2 separate regions of the Mus musculus genome follow, and region 2 is linked to region 1. Evidence: chromatin contacts called from public Hi-C data. All regions are on one chromosome and are shown on one strand. Each heading gives the region's core, a stretch centred on a gene start, on an enhancer-like site or on the middle of the called end of the contact. The rest is flanking DNA. Distances are from core to core; before and after follow the strand shown. Region 1 has its middle 42 kb from the start of Gm32383. Region 2 has its middle 110 kb from the start of Gm32499.

Region 1 (4,699 bases), core at 578-3,077:
GTAACTTCTTGTAGAACAAGTTTGTCGGTTTAGTCAAGGAGAAGGTGGACTGACCAGAGATCCCTTCAGACTTTGAAGGTGAATCACTGTAGTATGGCCACACAGAATGAAGTTGGACAGATCCCTTTAATTAAAACCAGACACCTTTTTCTATATGATCTTCTAGTGTATGTGATTAGATTCTTGGGGGGTGTGGGGGCAGTAACTATGGCTTATGAGCTAAATAAAACCTTGCGTGTCAGTGGCTTGACTCCATAGAAGTTGACTTCTGGTTCAAATAAAAGGTGCATAAATTGGTAACTTAAAGAACCAGGCTCCTTCCTCAGGGAAGAGGGCACACCTATGCGCTCTCCCTGGGAGTAGGCCAGAGCAAGTGTGAGGAGGGCGACTTCTTAGCCCCATTACTTATATTCCCACATGGCTGGTGAGAACCAGACCCCTTGCCTTTCACCAGTTCACCAGCGCCATTGAGGGGCCACAGGGACCCAGCAACATTGTCTATCTTATCAAGATCTAGTCTGCATCTGGGATGAGGTTGGTCAGTGATTTCTCAGGAGGAGGCCCGATTCTGTTAGGGAGAAGCTTGGACAAGCAGCTCAAAGACACATATCTAGCACAGGCCAGATCAAAAAGGTTCTCATAGAGGATGGGAGGGAGGTGTGAAACCCAGGTATGAGTACACAGTGGCATTTCCAGGGAGCCAGGGCCATGTATATACCAGCGAGGACTTGGTGCAGCCAAGGGACCATACAAGGGAGTTATGGGGAAAGACTCCTCTCCCTTAGAAGCGTAGGGGTGAGCTGGCATTACTGTGTGGAGCACACTTTGAGCGTGGAACCTAGCAGCCAAAAGCCTGCTCACCTATGATGACAGACACGAGTGTGCTCTTGCCCAGCTCCTGTGTCACTCACTGAGAGTGTTTGGGGTCTGCAGGACAGTCCACTTTGAGGGATTACCTGACCCACTTTTCCAGGGAGGACAATGGATGCCACAGCTGGGTCCTTCACTGACCCTGAGAAAGAGCCAGGGTGATAGGTGGGGGCAAGAGCTCACTCTCCTCCTTCAGGAAGCTTCCTTTTTTGTCTTGCCTCTTGGTCATCTTCTGCATCATAGACTTCAGAGGTCTGCACATAAAGGGTCCCTCATCTGGGGGATGAGGTGTTCTTGTTACCCATCTCCTCCACACTCAGCATGGATAACTGCCAACAGATTTTTCCCTCTCAGCATCTCTGAATTTACCAGTGTCATATCACCTGCAGGAGTGTGGAAACTGAGGCACAGAATGATGTAATCTCCAAATTGGGGTAAGTTCCAGAGTGTGCAGGGTCAGGAGTCTTCATCCTGGGTTATGTCTTTCCTCTGGGATGGTACTGCCCCTGCCCTTGGCCTTGCTGAGGCTTTCTAATGGTGCTCATTTATATTGTTATTTATATCACCATAATGGCAGAGCCCCTCTTCCCACCCAGACATAGGCCAGAGGAAGCCAGGTCTGGATCCTATGTGAGCGGATTTCTTCTTGTCTGATGCAGTGGTGGTAAGCAAAGCCTCTTGTAAATAAATAGTTTGGTTCCCAGTGAAATTGCCTATGCTGGAATTTGTGCCTTTAGGAGAAACATGAATAATGACTGGGACAGAGCATTCTTTTATTCGAGCCCAGATAATTTTAACTGTGATTGTAGCGATGTGAGAAAGGCCCAGCTAAGTATATTCTCTAGGTCATAAATTCCTTTGCTCCCTAATGTCCCAGCGTTATCTGGAGACTCTTGGCTGCGGCCTCGCCTTTCACTTCTGTCTTCCTTATTCACTGAGCTCCTTTCTCTGATTTGACTTGCTCAGCAGCTGCAGCCTAGCAGAGCCAGGAACACTTGCTTTGGGTGGCTATGCAGCATGCAGGCTGGGACTGCCTCGTTTTACCTCCGTGGTCTCTTCTCTCTCAGCACACTGGTCCCCTTATGTAACTCTGGTCCTTTCAGAGCCAACTTGGCCACAGCTGGGTTTAAGAAAAAGTCAGTGGACAACAATCTCAGATGACAGGGCTCCAGCTGGCTCTCATTTGCTGACTTTAAAACCGAGTACCTTGCATGGCTTTTACCCTAGCATGTCCTTTGGCTATATCTGTGGAATACTTCAAGCTGTACTATGATGGTGTTTTAGCAAAGGAACAGAGTGACCAAATGCATTTTAACACAGCGAGTTCACTGGCTTTATCTTCTTGGGCAAGGGATTTTTGCCTCTGGTGCGGTGGAGGCATGGTGGGTCTGTAGCTGGTTTCTCTCTAGCCTCAGATCTTATGCTTAAAAGACAGTGCATCTATGTGCTATCTGGAGACGGCAACTGCCTTCTTCACATAACTAAATCTATCCTGGAAGTTTCGATTGAACTTGAAGACACCTGAGGCTGCAGCCATACTTCTGCAGAGGAATAAATAGAAGCCAGGTCCAGGGAAGACAGAGGACATACAGAGAAGGGTAGAGGAAAAAAAAAAAAAACGACATGATGGTAGAAGTAAGTCTGAATACATCATTGTGCAACATAAAAGTGGCTACCAGCCTGAAGCAGAATGTGCATAAAGTTGAAAATTCCATAAAAGAATACAGCAAAATACATATATTCGGATGCATTATAACTCAAGGTGAAAAGTATTCTCAGCGAGACAGAAAGTTCCTGCTAATGAGTGAAGCTGCACCCCAGGAGGTAGAGCAGTTTCTACTTTGTGTCACCTACAATCCTTTCCAGACAGGGAGGATGACAGACTGGGAGGGGCTTGGACATACTGTTGTTCAGTGGGATAATTAGTGACCTTAAACATATATCCACATCTTAATCCCCAGGATCTCTAAATATAATCATATTTGGGAAAAAGGTCGTTGCAGAAGTGATTAAGAATTCTGAGATCTCCTAGGAGGGATTTCCCTGCATTATAAGGATTCCCGTGGAGAGGGGCCCAAGGAAAGTGGACTCATGAAAGGGGAGTCAAGGCTACACAAAGATGGAAATAGAGAGGAGTCAATGTAGCCATAAGCCAAACAGTGCCAAGGAAGGTGGGCAGCCAACTAGAACCAGAGAGGTCACAGGACAAATTCTCTCCCACTCTCTCATGGGCATTCCCAACCCGTGAAGAATACATATAAATGTGACCCACAATTAAACTGTAAAGTTATTAAAAAGTGTCTTTTCTCCTTGAAAATTTTCTTTGTAGGTCAGCTGTGTGGTTCTTGAGGCAGACCACTGCAGATGGCAGTGGTAAGTCACAATGGACATGCTTGAGAGCGTCTAGTCTCACTGATACCTTGGTTTTGGATCTCTGGCTTCCAGCTTAGTGAATGAAGAGATGTCTGTTGGTTTAAGTCATGGTGTTTGTGGTCATTTGTCATGGTAGTGCTGGGAAATGAAACTTATAAAAATCTGACTTATGGGGGCTGGAGCAATGGCTCAATGGTTAAGGACACTTACTGATCTTCCAGAGGACTGAAGTTTGCTTCCCAACACTAATACAAAGCAGGTACCTGTAACTCTAGCTCTAGGACACTTAGAACCCTCATCTGCTTTCCCCAGCTGCCTGCACATGCACAGACACACACATAAAAACAGATTTTGTGAATGTGACCTTACAAGTGGTGTTTACTTATATTTTATATTTTTATTTTAAAAAATAATTTATTTTTTACACTCCATATTCCATTTCCTGCCCCCCTCCACCCTTTGACTGTTCTACATCCCACATCTCCTCCCTACTTCCCCTGTCTCCATGTGGATACCCCCCAACCCCCACCTGACTTCTAAACTCCCTGGGGCCTCCAGTTTCTTGTGGGTTAGGTGCATCATCTCTGAATGAACACAGACCCAGAAATTCTCTACTGTATGTGTGTTGGGAGCCTCATATCAGCTGGTGCATGCTGTCTGTATGATGGCCCAGTGTTTGAGAGATCTCAGGGGTCCAGATTAATTGAGGCTGCTGGTCCTCCTACAGGGTCGCCCTTCTCCTCAGCTTCTTTCAGCCTTCCCTAATTCAACAACAGGGGTCAACTGCTCCAGTCCATTGGTTGGGTGCAAATATCTGCTTCTGACTCTTTCAGCTGCTTGTTGGGTCTTTCAGAAGGCAGTCATGCTAGGTCCCTTTTTGTGAGTACTCCATAGCCTCAGTAATAGTGTCAGGCTTTGGGACCTCACCTTGAGCTGGATCCCACTTTGGGCCTGTCGTTGGACCTTCTTTTCCTCAGGTTCCTCTTCATTTCTATCCCTGTAATTGTTCCAAACATGGGTCAGAGATGTGACTGTGGGATGGCAACCCTATCCCTCATTTGATGTCCTGTCTTCCTGCTGGAGGTGGGCTTTATAAGTTCCCTCTCCATTAAAAAAAAATCTGTAACTACATTGTCTTAGTTAGAGTTTTACTGCTGTGAGAAGACACCATGACTAAAGTATCTCTTATAAGGACATTTAATTGGGGCTGGCTAGGAGGTCAGAGGTTCAGTCCATTATCATCAAGGCAGGAGCCTGGCAGCATTCAGGCAGGCATGAGGCTGGAGGAACTGGGAGTTTCCCTTCTTGTTCTGAAGGCATCTAGGAGAAGACTGGTTTTCAGGGTGCAAGGATGCTTAAGCCCACAACCACAGTGACACAACTATTCCAACAAGGCCACAGCTACTCCAACAAGGCCACACCTCCTAATAGTGCCAGTCCCTTGGCTAAGCATATT
Region 2 (4,699 bases), core at 644-3,143, 370 kb after region 1:
TATATCCTGATGATTTTTTATTTCACAAAACCTCGTGACTATCTCCATATCCTTAACTTTCTGCCAGACTTAGCTCTTATCTCTACTTAGAAAGTATAAATATATTTTGTGTGGTGTATGTTGACCTTATAAAGTTACTTCTGAATCTTGATAATTTCAATGGCTTCTCTGGGAAGTCTGGAATTTTCACAACACTGAAATAGAAGGATGGGACCTCACAATGAGATGGGTCTTGTCTCCCCTTTGCCTGTATTGAGTGTTCACTGCTTCTGTACTGGACACTTCTGGATCTCATGACTGGTCCTAGATATCCTGGCATTTCAAGGTGCCCAAGGTGTGTATAATGGCACATCGATCTCTGAGCAGGAGCTCTGGCTAGTCAGGGAGTCTCAGTGGGGTCCTATGAGGACAGACCTTGGTCTGTTGCCAGCTTGGAATGTTGGGGGCTTTCCTCATCCAGGGGAATTCCAAAGACCAAGAGTATATTTCCTGTTTGTTGGTGTGGATAAGACCTTCAGAAGTCAATTTGCAGCTATTCGTAGATCCATAGTGTGTTAAGAGCTATCTCTATAATCTCCTTCAAGGTCTAAGAAACACTGTGGAAGAGGAGAAACACTATGAAATGCCGTCTTCTTGATATGACATGGCCTGGGAAACCATGAGCACACAGCAGCTGTGGCCACCTGTACTAGTCCCGTACACATAACAAAAGGCTTGCAACTCCGAGGGGCTCCATTTGGGAAGAGGGATACTAAATGCTAAGAGTGGTTGAAAGAAGGTAGTATATAGGAATAGAGTCTCAAGGTGTATATCTGATTAGAAATCGTCAAAAATATAAACTAGAAAATAGGGAGAAAATTGAGAGCTGAAATTGAGAGCTAGTAGGTATTTGTACTGCATAGCATACTGAGTGTCTAGCCCCATTCTTCACATGCTTAACTTAGCTGAGCCTCAAAGCATCTAATGCCCTAAATACTGTTATCATCTGTGTTAATGAAACTGAAACACAGAGAAGTTCATCCATTTGCATAAGATCACAGAGCCTGGAAGCAAGGTAGCAAGGATTGGAACCCAGACAGCAAGGCACTAGAGACTGGGTTTAGCACTGTCCTCTTGAATGTGGAGTCCTACAAAGGCTTTTGCATTCATTAACTCATTTACTGTCTGCAAGTGATGGTTTCTAACATGTAAGCCCATGAACCGGGATTGCTAACAGTGTGCGGACCTTTAGTGATGCATTATTCTTCCTGATATGCTATTTTATCATCTTGCTGCTCACAGTTTAAAGCACTAGAAATAACCAAGACAGAAAAGGTAAAATTGCAAGTCTTATTCTGTCCACCAACCCCATGATTCCTTTATTCTGGAGGATATCAGGATGACCCTTTCATCATGAAAGGGAAAGAATATAGGTTGATAAGTTCACAGTGCAGGTTAGACCAGAGAGAGTCTCCCGTTGTTTCTGAACAGTCCGCAGGATGCTGGGCTCACAGTGGGGTACAGATGGGCATGCTCGGGAGGCCATCTGGCCCTCGGAGGATTCTGGCCAGGCATATGTCCTCTGAGCCAGCGGAGCGGCTGCACTGGCTAAGTCAGGCAGATGCAGTTAGATGAAGTGCCCATTTCACAGCCTACTTTGTTCTGTTGGTGTTATTACCTTCTTAAATAGCCAAGGAGTTAAAGTAGAACCATTTAGCTGATCTTCCCAGATGTGTAAGTGAGATGATTTGAGTGGACACATGTTGTAATGATTCTTCTTTGAGGGAAAGGGGAACTAGGCTAGGTAAGCATTTAAATGGCTGGATTTAAAAGTTAATGGAGTATTCACAAGCCAGTGGAGTAAGGCAGGAGGCGGCTATGGGGCTGCAGAGATTTGATGAAGACAGGAAACAGGCCCTCTATGCCTCGAGGAGGAACGGAGGCCAGAGACAGCTGCAAACATTTGTCAGCTCTGGCAACTCCCATCTGAGAGCCAGGGCTCTCGCCTCCCTCTTACTGAGAGTTTCTGTCCTCCCTGCTTGTCTTCTTTTGGGAAAAGTTTCCTGGATTTTACTGCAGCTTATAAAAGGCTTGCCTTTTACCCTGTGAGTTCCCAGATAAGCATCACTCCCACTATCCCCAAAGGATGTTTTCTATAAGCAAGGATATTTCATTTCAAAATGGAATGGGTAGTTCCAAAATTACAAAGAAACAACTTTTGCCTTTAAGAAATGTTGAAGTCACAGGGAAGGGAGGCTTGGATTCTTTGGGTACGATTTTTTATCTCTAGCTTTTATATGTGTGTCAGTAGTGAGGACACAGTGTCCCTTCCAAGGTGGCTGGAGGCTGAGCCTGGGTAGAACCCAAGTTTGGGAATCATGTGTGGTGTACAAAGGGGCCTCCTCACATGCTCCAGCACTACTCCAACATCTAGATCCATCTTAGCAAGGTCAGCAGGATGTCTGTGTGAGTGGAGGGGTAGGAAGAGATCTTTGCTAGCCAGAGACACAGGCAAGAACCTCATTATCTGATGATCTAATGGCAGAGAGGGGGGGGAGAGAAGGGGAGAGAGGGAGTGGGGAGGTCCAGATGGCTTCCAGAGCATGTCCATCTGTATGCCACTGTGTTCTGAGAACTCTTCAGAGACACCAGGAGACTCTTTCTCTGGTCTAACCTGCACTGTGAACTAATCAGAGAGAGAGAGGTGGAAGGGAGGGAGAGAGAAAAATGAATGAATCAGTTTATGGAGGGAAGTATTGGGTGTATATGAAACATAAGGTTCAATGACTGGTGACCTGGATGGTTTAGCAACACCTTAGAAAACAGATGCCAGTACACCATCATGCTTGAAGCTCAGGAGGGTATGTGGACTAACCAAGAGGGTAGACAATGTAGTATTTAACACAGAAGTGATTAGGCCTGGTTTATGTTCTTTCACCCAGGCTGCTACATAGAAGATAAAGTATGAAGGGACCAGGGTCTGGTCAGCCAGTGTTTGCTCTCTGTCAGCACACCCTAAGCTTATCACCACTTCTGTAAGGGAGTGGGAAATAGATTTGCATTGGCTAGTGTCTTAGTCAGGGTTTCTATTGCTGCACAAACATCATGACCAAGAAGCAAGTTGGGGAAGGAAAGGGTTTATTCAGCTTACACTTTCCACATTGCTGTTGATCACCAAAGGAAGTCAGGATTGGAACTCAAGCAGGGCAGGAAGCAGGAGCTGATGCAGAGGCCATGGAGGGATGTTCCTTACTCTCTTGCTTCCTCTGCCTTGCTCAGCCTGCTTTCTTATAGAACCCAAGACTTCTGGCCCAGGGATTGGCACCACCCACCATGGGCCCTCCCACCCTTGATCACTAATTGAGAAAATGCCTTACAGCTGGATCTCATGGAGGCATTTCCTTTCTCTGTGATAACTCCAGCTTGTGTCAAGTTGACACAAAACCAGCCAGTACAGCTAGTAAAAGGGAGAGCTGGGACTGGAGCACTGGCCAATAGGAGACTGTACTCTCTGCAGTGCTGCACATCAGACAGGATCTGGATAGCTCAGAGAAAGAGACAAGCAGGGGGAACTTATGGGCAGAATATGCTTTCAAGAGAGCAGGCAGGGTATGGTGCACCTAGGAGGAATGAGACAGAGAAGCGATGGATGATTCCTAAGTTGGGGCCTGAGAGATGGGTCATGATGACATGTGTGCAGTGGGAAAATTGAGAATAGGCACATTTGAAGGCAGAAATAATAGGCTTCATGTGTGAATTTGAGTTGACTTCCAGAATCTAGTGGCTCTGCTGCATAAGCTGTTGGACCCGCTCACCAAGGCTGTGCAGGGCTACACAGGGACATTGGGCACCATCTGGGTGTGGATGGCATTTGACAAGAGAATAAAGGCACTTGGAAAAAAAGGAAAGAGTGAATTTTGTGTATGCTGACCTCACAGGTCCATGAACAGTTGAGTTTGGTAAAGGAGAACCAGTAGGAGCAGCTGGGATAAGGGAGGAAATTGCCAGAGGATACTGCAGCTCTCCCTCCCCCAACCATCTCCACACACCTACCATTGTGGAATGTAATGTCTCATACTTCATTCCTGCTCATGGGTCTACTTCTGTGTCTACTGACTGCATTCGTAAACAGACAGGATCGCCACGGCTCTCAGTCAGTCCTGCAGTGCATAATGTTGCCCAGAAGAAGCCGCAAAACCCAGGCATCAATAACAACAGAGTCCACCAGAGAGGAGCAAGGTGTAGTTCAAATGCAGAGCATTGCCCTGACTAAGTCCCATTGACAGCTGTGTGCTGGGGACAACACAGGCTGGAGGGTGGTTATTTGTCTATGGTCACAGTGCCACGACGGGCTATGAGAGCATCTAGCCAAAGTGACTCCTAAGATCCCTGGGGTGAGAGGATCTCAAAATTACTCTAGATGGGAAGGCCTGTCCTGTAAACTGAGTGGTTTATTTTATTTTATTTTATTTTATATTTCTTAAATCTTAGCTTTTCCCGCCCCTTCCCAGTGTTTCTACTGTTTTCCCCGAAAAAAAGCCTACAGTTGGCTGTAGTCCTTATCCTTAGCCAGCTTTGCATTTAAAAAGAAAAATATTCTAAATACCCTTTCCGGCATGTTCTGGCTTCATTCTGGCTTCACGCAGTAACGGATTTCGAATTTAAAGTAAACACTTGTAAATATTTATTTAACATCTTTCTGCATTAAAAATACTAAACA

What was found. Hi-C and Micro-C count contacts between places; a contact is called where the count stands out from the background.
Region 2: a contact with region 1 is called in a Hi-C map of uterus, with 4 times the contacts expected there. The contact joins two enhancer-like sites. A contact is called at or near these places in 2 of 484 Hi-C or Micro-C datasets (nephron progenitors and uterus).

The regions. Positions count from the first base shown.
Region 1 is chr15:31,675,099-31,679,797 of GRCm38.p6, forward strand. No RefSeq gene overlaps it. Among named protein-coding and RNA genes, the nearest start is that of Gm32383, 42 kb to the left of the region's middle. Within about 2 kb of position 1,828, at least 30 of the 459 cell types and tissues checked have an H3K27ac peak or open chromatin away from gene starts, as enhancers often do. A contact at or near this core is called in uterus, where this site is marked.
Region 2 is chr15:32,040,443-32,045,141 of GRCm38.p6, forward strand. No RefSeq gene overlaps it. Among named protein-coding and RNA genes, the nearest start is that of Gm32499, 110 kb to the right of the region's middle. Within about 2 kb of position 1,894, at least 19 of the 459 cell types and tissues checked have an H3K27ac peak or open chromatin away from gene starts, as enhancers often do. A contact at or near this core is called in uterus, where this site is marked.